Linked DNA regions of Macaca mulatta: region 2 is linked to region 1. A link is a contact called in public Hi-C data. All regions are on one chromosome and are shown on one strand. Each heading gives the region's core, a stretch centred on a gene start, on an enhancer-like site or on the middle of the called end of the contact. The rest is flanking DNA. Distances are from core to core; before and after follow the strand shown.

Evidence for each region. A called contact is a pair of places that touch in the nucleus more often than the background predicts.
Region 2: a contact with region 1 is called in a Hi-C map of fetal cortex germinal zone, with 2.0 times the contacts expected there. The contact joins the promoter of MTF2 here to the promoter of TMED5 in region 1. A contact is called at or near these places in 2 of 14 Hi-C or Micro-C datasets (fetal cortex germinal zone and liver).

What each region holds. Positions count from the first base shown.
Region 1 is chr1:147,119,035-147,124,457 of T2T-MMU8v2.0, reverse strand. TMED5 (transmembrane p24 trafficking protein 5) reads right to left here and starts at 1,803. Exons shown (of 4, transcript NM_001266841.2): 1 at 1,386-1,803. The coding sequence starts at 1,574. CCDC18 (coiled-coil domain containing 18) reads left to right here and starts at 1,062. Exons shown (of 29, transcript XM_028847494.2): 1 at 1,062-2,186; 2 at 5,072-5,207. The coding sequence starts at 5,074.
Region 2 is chr1:147,220,820-147,226,653 of T2T-MMU8v2.0, reverse strand. MTF2 (metal response element binding transcription factor 2) reads left to right here and starts at 4,102. Exons shown (of 16, transcript XM_077952975.1): 1 at 4,102-4,353.

The DNA of each region.
Region 1 (5,423 bases), core at 554-3,053:
GTGCTTATCTTGTGTACCTATATACAACTTAATCCTTAAGTTTCATCGTATAAAAAATTCTACAACTTTTAATTTTGCTCTGTATGTGACAGTACCTGGTATTTAAAAACAATTCTCTACATCAAGTTAAAAAATTAACATTTGATGATAATTGACTTCTAAAACACTGAAAAATGAAACACATCAATGCTGTTTTTTTTTTTTTTTTTTTTTTTTTTTTTTTTTTTTTTTTTTTTTTTCCTGTACTGCTACCTGAAAACATCGAAATTTGCTGTGTGGAACGAACAAGATTTCTTCTAAGAAATTACCCCCTACTAGCATGACTACATAAAATAAGGTAATTCCCAGCAAGAATATTATGCAGATACTAAAAAGAAAACATGCTGGGCATGGTGGCTCACGCCTGTAATCCCAGCACTTTGGAAGGCCGAGGCGGGAGGATCTCCTGAGGTCGAGAGTTCGAGACCAGCCTGGCCAACATGGTGAAACGCTGTCTCTACTAAAAATACAAAAATTAGCTGGGCGTGGTGACGCACGTCAGTAATCTCAGCCATTCGGGAGGCTGAGGCAGGGGAATCGCTTGAACCCGGGAGGTAGAGGTTGCAGCAGTGAGCCGAGATTGCGCCACTGCACTCCAACTCTAGCCTGAGCAACAGAGCGAGACTCCGTCTCAAAAAAAAAAAAAAAAAAACAAACAACCCCCCCCCCCCAAAAAAAATGACACGAGGGAAATGCTTACAATGCTCAATGAAAAGAAAGGAAAGGTTATAAAGTTTTAATATACGATTTGATCTTTTGAAAATAATGCATATATAACTTAAACGGCAATGTATGATTAAATATAGCAACAGCCTCTTCCAAAAAATTTCAAAATTGGGCTTAGTGATAATTACATGATCATAATTCAAAAACCCTTAACTGAAGCAAAGACAGTGAAGATCTGTAACATCTGAATTGTGTGAAAGGGGTGGGGGTGATTCAAACAAGTGTCATCACCTCGTCCAATGATGAAGGAGAACGTGTATCAGTTCCGCATTGTGAAATTCTCAGTATCGGAGCGTGTAGTGGCTAAGAAAAGCGATAGGCGAATTACGAAACAGAAAAGCCAGCGACATCACCAGTTCTGGCCTCTTTCCGACCGAAGGAAAGGGGATTAGGCGGGGTAGTTGTCAATTCCAGGTCCAGCCTAAGTTCTGGGTCCCCGGCCTCAGCGTGAGCCTCGCCTTGCCTCGCCTCGCGCGCCTGCGCAGAGCGGGCCGGCTTCCCGGACGACCCTCGCCTCTTCACCACCCGGGCCGTCCACCAGAAGTTTCTAAACGGGTGAGAGGCGACAACGCAGTGTAGCTGGGTTAAAGGAAGGAGGCTGGTTTATCCTCCGCACTTACTTGGTACTCGATCTCCAGCGAGGCCTTCAGGGGCATGGGCTGATAGAAGCACTCCTTCTGGCCGGCGGGAAGGGTAAAGGTGAAGTCGCTGTCGAGGGAAGGTGTGAAGCCGGCCGCTCCAGGCAGCAGCACCGGAGGCAGAGCGGCCAGAAGGAGCACGGGGAAGGGCAGCCAGGTCTTGTCGCCCATCCCTGCTGGGGTGATCCGGGCTGCAAGAGGCGTGGGATACTGCTGTCTCCGCTCCGCGTTTCCTCTCTGGACTCCACGTGGTTGACAGGGAAATCTGGAGTCTGAAGAAACTCCAAGTGGCGGCCGCGGCGGCGGCGGCGAACACTCCCTCCGAAGGAGAAGCGCAGTCCTCCAAAGGGTAGGGACTCAGGGCGGGGCCAGCAGCCCCGTTCCGCCACCGCCTCAGTCTCGGCCCCCTCAGGCCAGGCGTGAGCGCCGCCCGCCTCTCCCACTGACGGCCTCTGGTTCCCATGGCTTCCCCCACCAATGGGCATCCTGGCGGTGATTGTGGGAAATGTAGTCCCGGGCGGGCTCGGCTAGTGGGCTCGGACGCGCTCGCCGACCACGATTCCCGGCAAGCCCCGCGCCTCCGGCGGCGCCTCACGCAGTCTGCGCTGGGGCGGGGCAGCGGCCGGGTAGGCGTGTGCCAACGGCTCCCGCGGCGGTTCGAATTCCGTGCTGCCGGGGTTCGCTGGTTCTCCAAGTAGCGTCCGAGGCTTCCAAGCGCAGGGGCCCTGGAGAGGGTCATAGGCTTCCTAACGTAGACTCGAGTGCGAAGCGCGCAGTCGCCGGGTGAGTCTCTCCCCAGCTGCGACTTGGGTGGTGAGCGACTGCCCCTTGGCGTGGGGAAAACAGCTTACCTGGGGGAGTTTTGTTCCTTTCCCTCCCGGCACCTTGGATGCGCTGGGACTGGTCCTTGCGGTTGCTGAGCATGCTCCTCTGAACGGTTGTATTTTATTTGATGAAAAATAGGAGTCTGGGCGCAGTGGCTCAGGCCTGTTATCTCAGCATTTTGGGAGGCCAAGGCAGGAGGATTGCTTGAACCCAGGAGTTCGAGGCCAGCTTTGGCAATATGGCGAGACACTGTCTCCATAAAATTAAAAAAAAAAAAAAAAAGTATTTCCTTAAAAAAAAAACAAACTGAAAGGAAGATGTCACGTCCGCCCCCGACCCCTGCTTCTTTCAGACGGATGCGGGATCAGCTGTGTCAAGCAATCTTGAGACAGGAGACTACTATACAAAGTTATGACCTCTTTCCAAAATGAGGAATCTTTTTCAACTGCAGCCCATTGTATCACATACATAGGGTATAAAAGAACACTTGTCCTTCGTTTGATGGGTGTGCGTGTGCAAACCTACAAACACATTCTTAATTAGGGCCCAAAGATGATGTTGTTAAGGTCCATGAGTAGGATGATGTGCTTTTCTTGGTATTCAGTCAGTGAAGATATACTGTTTTGGGTAACTACTGTAAATTGAGGTTAAGGGCATTCATCTGACAGTAAATGGCCCACTAGGAAAATGAAAACATTTTAGTATCAAATATATTCATTGCTACGGCAGAAGAGTTAGGGAGTTCATCCTCCTCTCCCCTCCCCCTCCCTCCCTCCCTCCCTCCCTTCCTTCCTTCCTTCCTTCCTTCCTCTCTGTCTGTCTTTCTTTCTTTCTTTCTTTCTTTCTTTCTTTCTTTCTTTCTTTCTTTCTTTCTTTCTTTCTTTCTTTCTTTCTCTCTCTCTCTTTCCTTTCTTTCTTCTTTCTTTTCTTTTCCTCCTCTTCTCTTTTCTTTCTTTTCTTTCTTTCCTTCCTTCCTCCCTCCCTCCCTTCCTCCCTTTCTGTCTTTCTGTCTGCCTTTCTTTCCTTTTTCCTTTCCCCTTTCCTCTCCTCCCGTCCCCTCCTCCCCTCCTCCCCTCCTCCCCTCCCCTCTCCTGCCCTCCCCTCCCCTCCCCTTTCTTGACGGAGTCTCACTCTGTTGCCCAGGCTGGAGTGCAGTGGTGTGATCTCGGCTCACTGCTACCTCCGCCTCCCGGGTTCATGCAATTCTCTGCCTCAGCCTCCCCAGAGCTGAGATTACAGGCGCCCGCCACCATGCCTAATTTTTTTGTATTTTTAGTAGAGACGGAGTTTCACCATCTTCACCAGGTTTTAACTCCTGACCTCGTGATCCACCTGCCTCAACCTCCCAAAGTGTTGGGATTACCGGCGTGAGCCACCGCTCCCGGTCTGACAGTTATTTCTTACATGAAAATACACAGATGTTGAACTAAAACCTGATTTAAGACGAAATATATAATACCAGATGGCATTATAGATTTTGCCCAATTTTCTCAACCCTTTTCTCCTTCACCATCCTACAGAGAGCTAGAGATGTTGAATAGATAAAGCAAGATGGGGACCTGATTTATTGACTTGTCTGCGAGAGTCTTGTCACTTAAGCAGAAGGAAATTTGTGGAAACAAAAAAGGGAAAGAGGATAGAACCAGTTTGTCTATTAAGATTACACAGTATCTCATTTAATTTCCTGCCACTTTCTTTCCTTAAGGTGGGAGTTTTCTTTTTAATCTTCCTCCCTACATTTGAGAATTTTTGAGTGGGGAATAAATGTAGCATACCATTCTGACTGGTTGAGGGAAGGAAGGATAGTTTAGTATTTGTTAATTCATTCAAAATATTGAGCCTCTGTAAGTACATTGCAGTCCTGAACGTAATGACAGGACTCCCACCCTTTTGGAACCTGGGATGGGAGCAGAATGCTAAGAAGGGCGTTGAAGGAAATGCTACAATGAAAAAGGTAAATGGGATCTGAAAGAGGAATGTAATTTTAAGATTGCGCAGAAAGCTCTACAGAAGTAGTGGAGATTATAAAGCTTTAGTTTTTTTATTGTATTAATTACAATAATAAAATATGATGCTTTATTATGGTTTTTTATATGCAAAGAAATTTAGTAGTTACACAACCCTAGAGATACTCATCCACTGAAGAAGCAAAAGCTTTTCTTCGTTTATTTCTTTAAGTTGACCTGCCAAATGTTATTTTGATCCCTATGGTTGTGACTTGTAAATGTGTGTTTTTTAAATTTTGTAACTATTGGGCGTAGAAGGACGAGATAACTTTTATGTGGTAATAAATTCCCTTCTAACAAAATATGAATGACTGTAATGATACCATTTAATCAGATGTGTAGTACTCGTAGTGTGATTGTGAAAGTTCAAACACCTCATATTGAAATTGATATGTAATAAGTAATAAAGCTACAATGAGACATAATTTAATGGTCTTTGCATCCTAGTGACTTGGATTCAAGTCTTGATTTCACCATTTACAGTTTGTGGGACTTTGAGCAAGTTATTTAATGTCTAATTCTTTGTTTCCTTAACATGGAATGAAAATACTTAACAATTGCTAGGAAGATCGGGTATGCTTAGAAAAGGGGAACTATATAACTAGACCCTGGCTAAAATGAAAAATTCATTCATTGAAATTGTATTGAACTCCTTTATGGCTTTACACTACAGATAAATTCATTATTATTGATTTTTTGTTTTGTTTTAAACTGCCATGAAAGATTTCACAACATTTGAAATAGAAAACTAATGAGTTAAATTCTATTCGTGTGAGTATTTTGACTGAAACTACAGAATCTTTCAGGCAAGGTACAAGAAATTCATTTTTTTTTAAGAAATGGAATCTAGTTCATCAGACTACTGTAATAAAGACAATGAAGAGGAAAGTTTGCTTGCAAATGTTGCTTCCTTAAGACATGAACTGAAGATAACAGAATGGAGTTTGCAGAGTTTAGGGGAAGAGTTATCCAGGTAAGTAGGTAAAATCACATACAGAATTCACTGTGCCTTAAATATATCAATATAAAATGTGTGAATTTCATTATTATGTATTGTTTCTAAAGTGTCTCTGGAATAAGAAATAATTTTCTTATACTTTTTAATATAACTTTCAGTTTAGGGAAAAATAGGAATATTAGAGAAGCCTCTTTGCATATTAAAAACACTTTCAGTGTATTAGAACTCAGT
Region 2 (5,834 bases), core at 2,853-5,352, 100 kb before region 1:
TAAGAAGATTGCCCAGTTAAAAATACACAAAATATTTGAGTAGACACTTCACTAAAGAAGATATAAGAATGGCTAACAAGCCAATGAAAAGATGCTCAATAGCACTAGCCATTAGGGAAATGCAAATTGAAACCACATTGAACCACTTCATTCCCACTGTTTTAAATTATTGTAATAGTTATTATTATTTTTTAGCCGGGCACAGTGGCTCATGCCTGTAATCCCAGCACTTTGGGAGGCCGAGGTGGGCAGATCACAAGGTCAGGAATTCGAGACCAGCCTGATCAACATGGTGAAACCCCATCTCTACTAAAAATACAAAAATTAGCCGGGTGTGGTGGCGCACGCCTATAATCCCAGCTATTCAGGAGGCCGAGGCAGGAGAATCGCTTGAACCCAGGAGGCAGAGGTTGTAGTAAGCCAAGATTGCGCCACTGCACTCCAGCCTGGGTGACAGAGAGAGACTCCATCTCAAAAAAAAAAAAAAAAAAAAAAATATATATATATATATGTATATGTGTATATATACATAATTGTTTTAGAGATGAGGTTTCACTGTATTGCCCTGGCTGGTCTCAAACTTCTGGGCTCAAGCAATCCTCCAGCCCTGGCCTCCCAAAGTGCTGGGATCACAGGTGTGAGCCACCATGCCTAGCAATCCCTACTATTATGAGTGAAATCAGAAAGATAGACAACAAGTATCAGTGAGGATATTGGGAAAATGGAAGGCTTATATATTGTTTACACTTTGGAAAACTGTTTGGCAGTATCTTAAAAAGTTAAACATAAACTTACCATACAACTCTGTAATTCCACTTCTAGGGATCTACTCAAGAAAAATAAAAAATGAATGTCCACACAAAGACTTGTACAGAAATGTTCATAGCAGTCTTATTCGTAATAGCCTAAATGTCCTTCAACTGGTGAATGGATAAACAAAATTAGTACATTCATTCAAATGGAGTCTATTTAGCAATAAAAAGAAAGAACTACTGACTGGTACAATGTAGATGAACCTAAAAAATATCATTTTGAGTGAAAGAAGCCAGATGCAAAAGACTACTTACTGTATGAAATCATTTATGCGAAATTGTCAGAAAGCAGATAGCAAATTGCCTAGGGCTTGGAAGGAGGGTTGACTGCAAATGGGCATAATGAATTCCTGGGGGGTGATGGAAATGTCTTAAAAGCAGATTGTGGTGATGATTGCACAATTCTAGTCACTGCTTATTGTAGACATTTAGGAACTGAAAGCTACAGACATTCTATCTCAACACAAGCTTCCATGATTACCATAACATGGGGGAGGGAGATGTGCCTCTGCTTCTTAAAGATTCTCCTGATAAGTGATACATGTCACCCATTTATTGGTCAAAGCAATTAACTTCAGGGGTGCAAGAGAGTGCAATTTGTTTTTCTTTTTTCTTTGAGACAGAGTCTCCCTCTGTCGCCTAGGTTGGAGTGCAGTGGTGCAATCTTGGCTCACTGCAACCTCTGCCTCCCGGGTTCAAGTGATTCTCTGCCTCAGCCTCCCGAATAGCTGGGATTACAGGCGTACACCACCATGCCCAGCTAATTTTTGTATTTTTAGTAGAGACAGAGTTTTGGCATGTTGGCCACGCTAGTCTGGAATTCCTGACCTCAAGTGATCTGCCCGCCTTGGCCTCCCAAAATGCTGGGATTACAAGCGTGGCCACCGTGCCCAGCCAGAAAGTGCAATTTTACTGTGTCTGGAACAGAGAGGGGAACCAGAATACTTATGAATGACCGTAAGGATGTTCACAGAAATACATACAACAATAAAGAGTACAGTTTACTCTTACCCAGAGTTCACTTTGCTTTATATTTCTGAGGAACCACAATTACAGCAGGTTTTTTTGTTTGTTTGTTTGTTTGTTTGTTTTTTTTTTGGCAGTCTCGGTGTCGCCCAGGCTGGAGGGCAGCAGCCTAGATTTTCTGGGCTCAAGTAATCCTACTACCTCAGCCTCCTGAATAGCTGGGACTACAGGCAGGGGCCCAGCTAATTTTTAAATTTTTTGTAGAGACAGGGTCTCACTATGTTGCCCAGACTGCAGACTGGTCTTGAACTCCCCAGCTCAAGTGATCCTTCTACCTTGGCCTTTCAAAGTACTGAGATTACAGGAGCGAGCTGCTGGTGGCTGGCTGACAGGTATTCTCTATATTTGACTGTGACTCCCTGAGTGTCCTTAAATCTCTGAACACTTGGTTTCCTTAAAATGTTTGCTTACACCTTTGTACTCACACGTTTGCACAGAAAAATAAACTTTTTTCGATAGAGGCATAATTGACTTCTCTAATGTATAAGGGATTAGAATACTTTTGTGTAGCCAAAGAGCCTAAATTATTAGAGTTTCTGAGGTGGAAATGAATGCCTCTGAAGTATTGAATCACTGAAGATTCTGAAGTTGAGGCTTGTTGACCACTTTACAGAAAGCTGAGGAAAACTGAGACCAAATGTTCTCCAAAACAGGTGTTCTATGATTAGGCTTAGCTGCACAGCAAATACATCTGTTTGTGCAATATCTTTATTAATTTTTGGAATGCATCTAGTTTTTAATATTTTATTTATTGACCTTAATGCCATGCTCCTGAATGGTAATGCATCTACTTTTTTTCTTTGAGATGGAGTTTTTGCTCTTGTTGTCTAGGCTGGAGTGCAATGGCCTGATCTCGGCTCACCTCAACCTCCGCCTACCAGGTTCAAGCGATTCTCCTGCCTCAGCCTCCCGAGTAGCTGGGATTACAGGCATGTGCCACCACACCTGGCCAATTTTGTATTTTTAGTAGAGACACGGTTTCTCTATGTTGGTCAGGTTGGTCTCGAATTCCCGACCTCAGGTGATCTGCCCGTCTAGGCCTCCCAAAGTGCTGGGATTACAGGCATGAGCCACCGCGCCCGGCTGCATCTACTTTTTTTAAGTCAAAATTTTCCTCAGCCAACGTATGAAGGTCACTTAAGACGAATTTATGAGAGACGATGATCAAAATTGAAATAAAGTGAAACCTGAAAGGTAGTAGGTAAGTAGATACAATGAGGGCACACTAAGAAGACAGACTTAAAAGGTTAGGACTATTATTCAGGAGAAGCAGAGGAGTGGAAGGGTTCAACCACAATATTTAAAGTATTGAATGGTATTGGGTAAAATGAATATGCTTATTTGCCAAATTCTGAGATCACAGGCTGAGGGAACCCCTTATGAAGTATGAGCCAAATGAGCTTAGACCACAAGAGGTACTTTTTCAGAGACAGAAAAAATACGGTGTCCACTATCCCTGTGACATAGTATGAGACAAAAATATAAAATGGTTTTAAAAATATTTTGACGAAGTTATAAAGAAAGATTCCACACGTGGCTACTAAGAGGAGCTGGGTTGTGTCTAGGTGTAAGTTAAAGAGACAAGCATACAATCTCACAGCTTGTCAGTTGGGACCCCTGTAGGCAGCAGAATCTGGGCAGGCTAAGGGTCTGCACTAATAAACAATTGTTTTCTTAAACCATTTTGCAGGGGACTATTCTCAGATTTCATTACAGCTAGGAAGGACTGCAAAGCGGGTAAACAGAAAACAACCTTTCATCGTTAGGAAAAAAATCGTCTGAAAGTCTTTCATAAAAGCAGCTCCTGATAAGCAGTTTGGGACTGGACAGTGAATCGCTGAATAAAATTAAATCTCGACATCTCGGGTCTTCTCCCCGCTGAAGGAAATTCTAACAGCAGGCCTCAGGATGAAGGTAGAGGAAACGTACTTCAGTTAAGATTTTCTCCAGGGAAAAGAAATCGGCCCAGCAAGATGCACAGAGCACCGTCACGACCACGCACACCGAAGGTCGCACACGACCCTTTCCCGTATAACAGACCCAGCCAGCCGCCGATCAGAAGCACAGCGCTCACTATTGTGTTAGCCCGGGCGGCGGAAGGACTGAGCCTCACTGCAACGTTAAAGAGTCCTTCTTTGTTCAGCCCCAGCCGGGGACGCAGGACGCGGTGTTCCTCCGCGCTCGCCGCGCAGTCCCTGCCCCCCCGCGGCTTTGGAGAGCTGCCATTCGGCACCGGAGTCGCTCCGCGCTCCCAGAATGCACCGGCAGTCCGCGGGAAACCAAAATGGCGAGGGGCTGTATTGAAGTGGGCTGTGTTTGAGGCCAGTGTAAGAAAGCTCATTCTACCCCCTACCCTCGTCTCCAAAGACCTCGGTTTGTGCGTGCATATGTGCCAGGTACCCGGTGGGGCAGGTGCCCAGTAAGTGCTCGGACTCGCAGGGGAAGCGCCCACGGGGACGGATTGGTTGTTTTTTCCTGTATGAAGCGGTTGGCACCACTGAAGTGACCGAATGAGGTGAGAGACCTTGGCCTGGGAACAGACTCTTCCGGAGGAGATGGGGGTGGGGGAGAAGGAGGAAGAAAGGAAGCATGTATAAAAGGGAAAGATGGAGGACCAAGGTGGGGGTGGGGGCTCCTGTATGTGGGTGCCTTTGCATTTATGTGTATATTGAAAAGAATGGATGAAGAGGAGTAGTCAGTTGAGTGTTGGAGAAAATAGGGACTAAAGGAGCAAGTAGGTCGTTGGGGGAGTCTGTTGGAGGAAGATGAAACGTTGAGACGGGGAAGCTGTGTTTGGAGGGCAGGAAGGAACCTGGGGGCGGGAGACGGTTGGAGGGGCAGGATGAACCTGGTGACGAGGGAGTGGGGAGCCGAGAGGAGGAGCCGTTGGGAAATGGGGGCTGAGGGAAATGTGGGGAGCAGAGTGGAGGGTTGCCTGGGACCTTAGCAGTGCGCAAAGGGAAGTAGCAGCTTGGAATCGGAGGGTGGTGAAATTGTATGGAATTGGAGTAAAGGGGTTCGAGTGTAGGTGCTGGTAAGGATAAGGGGAACACACTGAAGTGGAGGTGGAAGCACAACCTGAAAGCTTAAAGGGAAGAGGTGGAAGGGAAAGTGAGATGGGGGAGAGCTGGGTACCTTATATTTGGAACTCACCGAAAATCTGAGGCCTTTCTTCTGTTTAATTATACCTAACTCATACAATCTACAACTAGGATGTAGATTTGTATTGTATTCTTACAACTGAGGTAATTACGGCTTAAGGAATTTTAACTAATTTGCCAAGATTTGTTAACATATTTCGGTAGTGCCAGAACTCTAACTCTGACTGTGTTTTACTATCTGGTGTCCTTGGTTGCTTGAATTTTTCTTTGGAAGCATTTAGAGGGAACAGATGGATTTATCGGGGTGATCTGACAAACAGCAAGGGTTTGTGAACAATGGGAAAAGGCTTGTGGAATGTTACTCTATTCTTTAAAACATTTAACTTTGGTTAAAGATAGAAACCATGTAACCCTAACTTAAATGTGAAAACCTAGCTAGGCCTGTGTGTAATACATAGGAAAGCACCATGTGAGGTCAGTACAGAGCTAGAAATATGTAAATAGTACCTGATTTAATTTGACTCCAGAACCTCCGGTGGTAATAGTAGTTACTTTCTCCTTCAGGTCGATTCCATGTGACCCTGCTGTATACCTAGCCTATAAGGTGGTTTCAATTTCCATGCTTTCATTCTCTCTTGGGAATTCCTTTTTTTTTTTTTTTTTTGTCAGTAAATTTCAAAGATAGTTGAATGTAGAAGTAGTTAATGTGGATAAAATGTAATTAAATTCATTATAACCTTTTTAAGGTTTGAAAGTGCTTTAAAGGGAGTTGTTTTGACTGATGGCTTTAAGTGCCCGATAGTTTAGTTATAACTTGAGAGGGAATACAAAATGACTGTTGTTTTTCCAGATTCCTAAATATAAAAATGTATTTGAATTCACATTTTAAAATTAG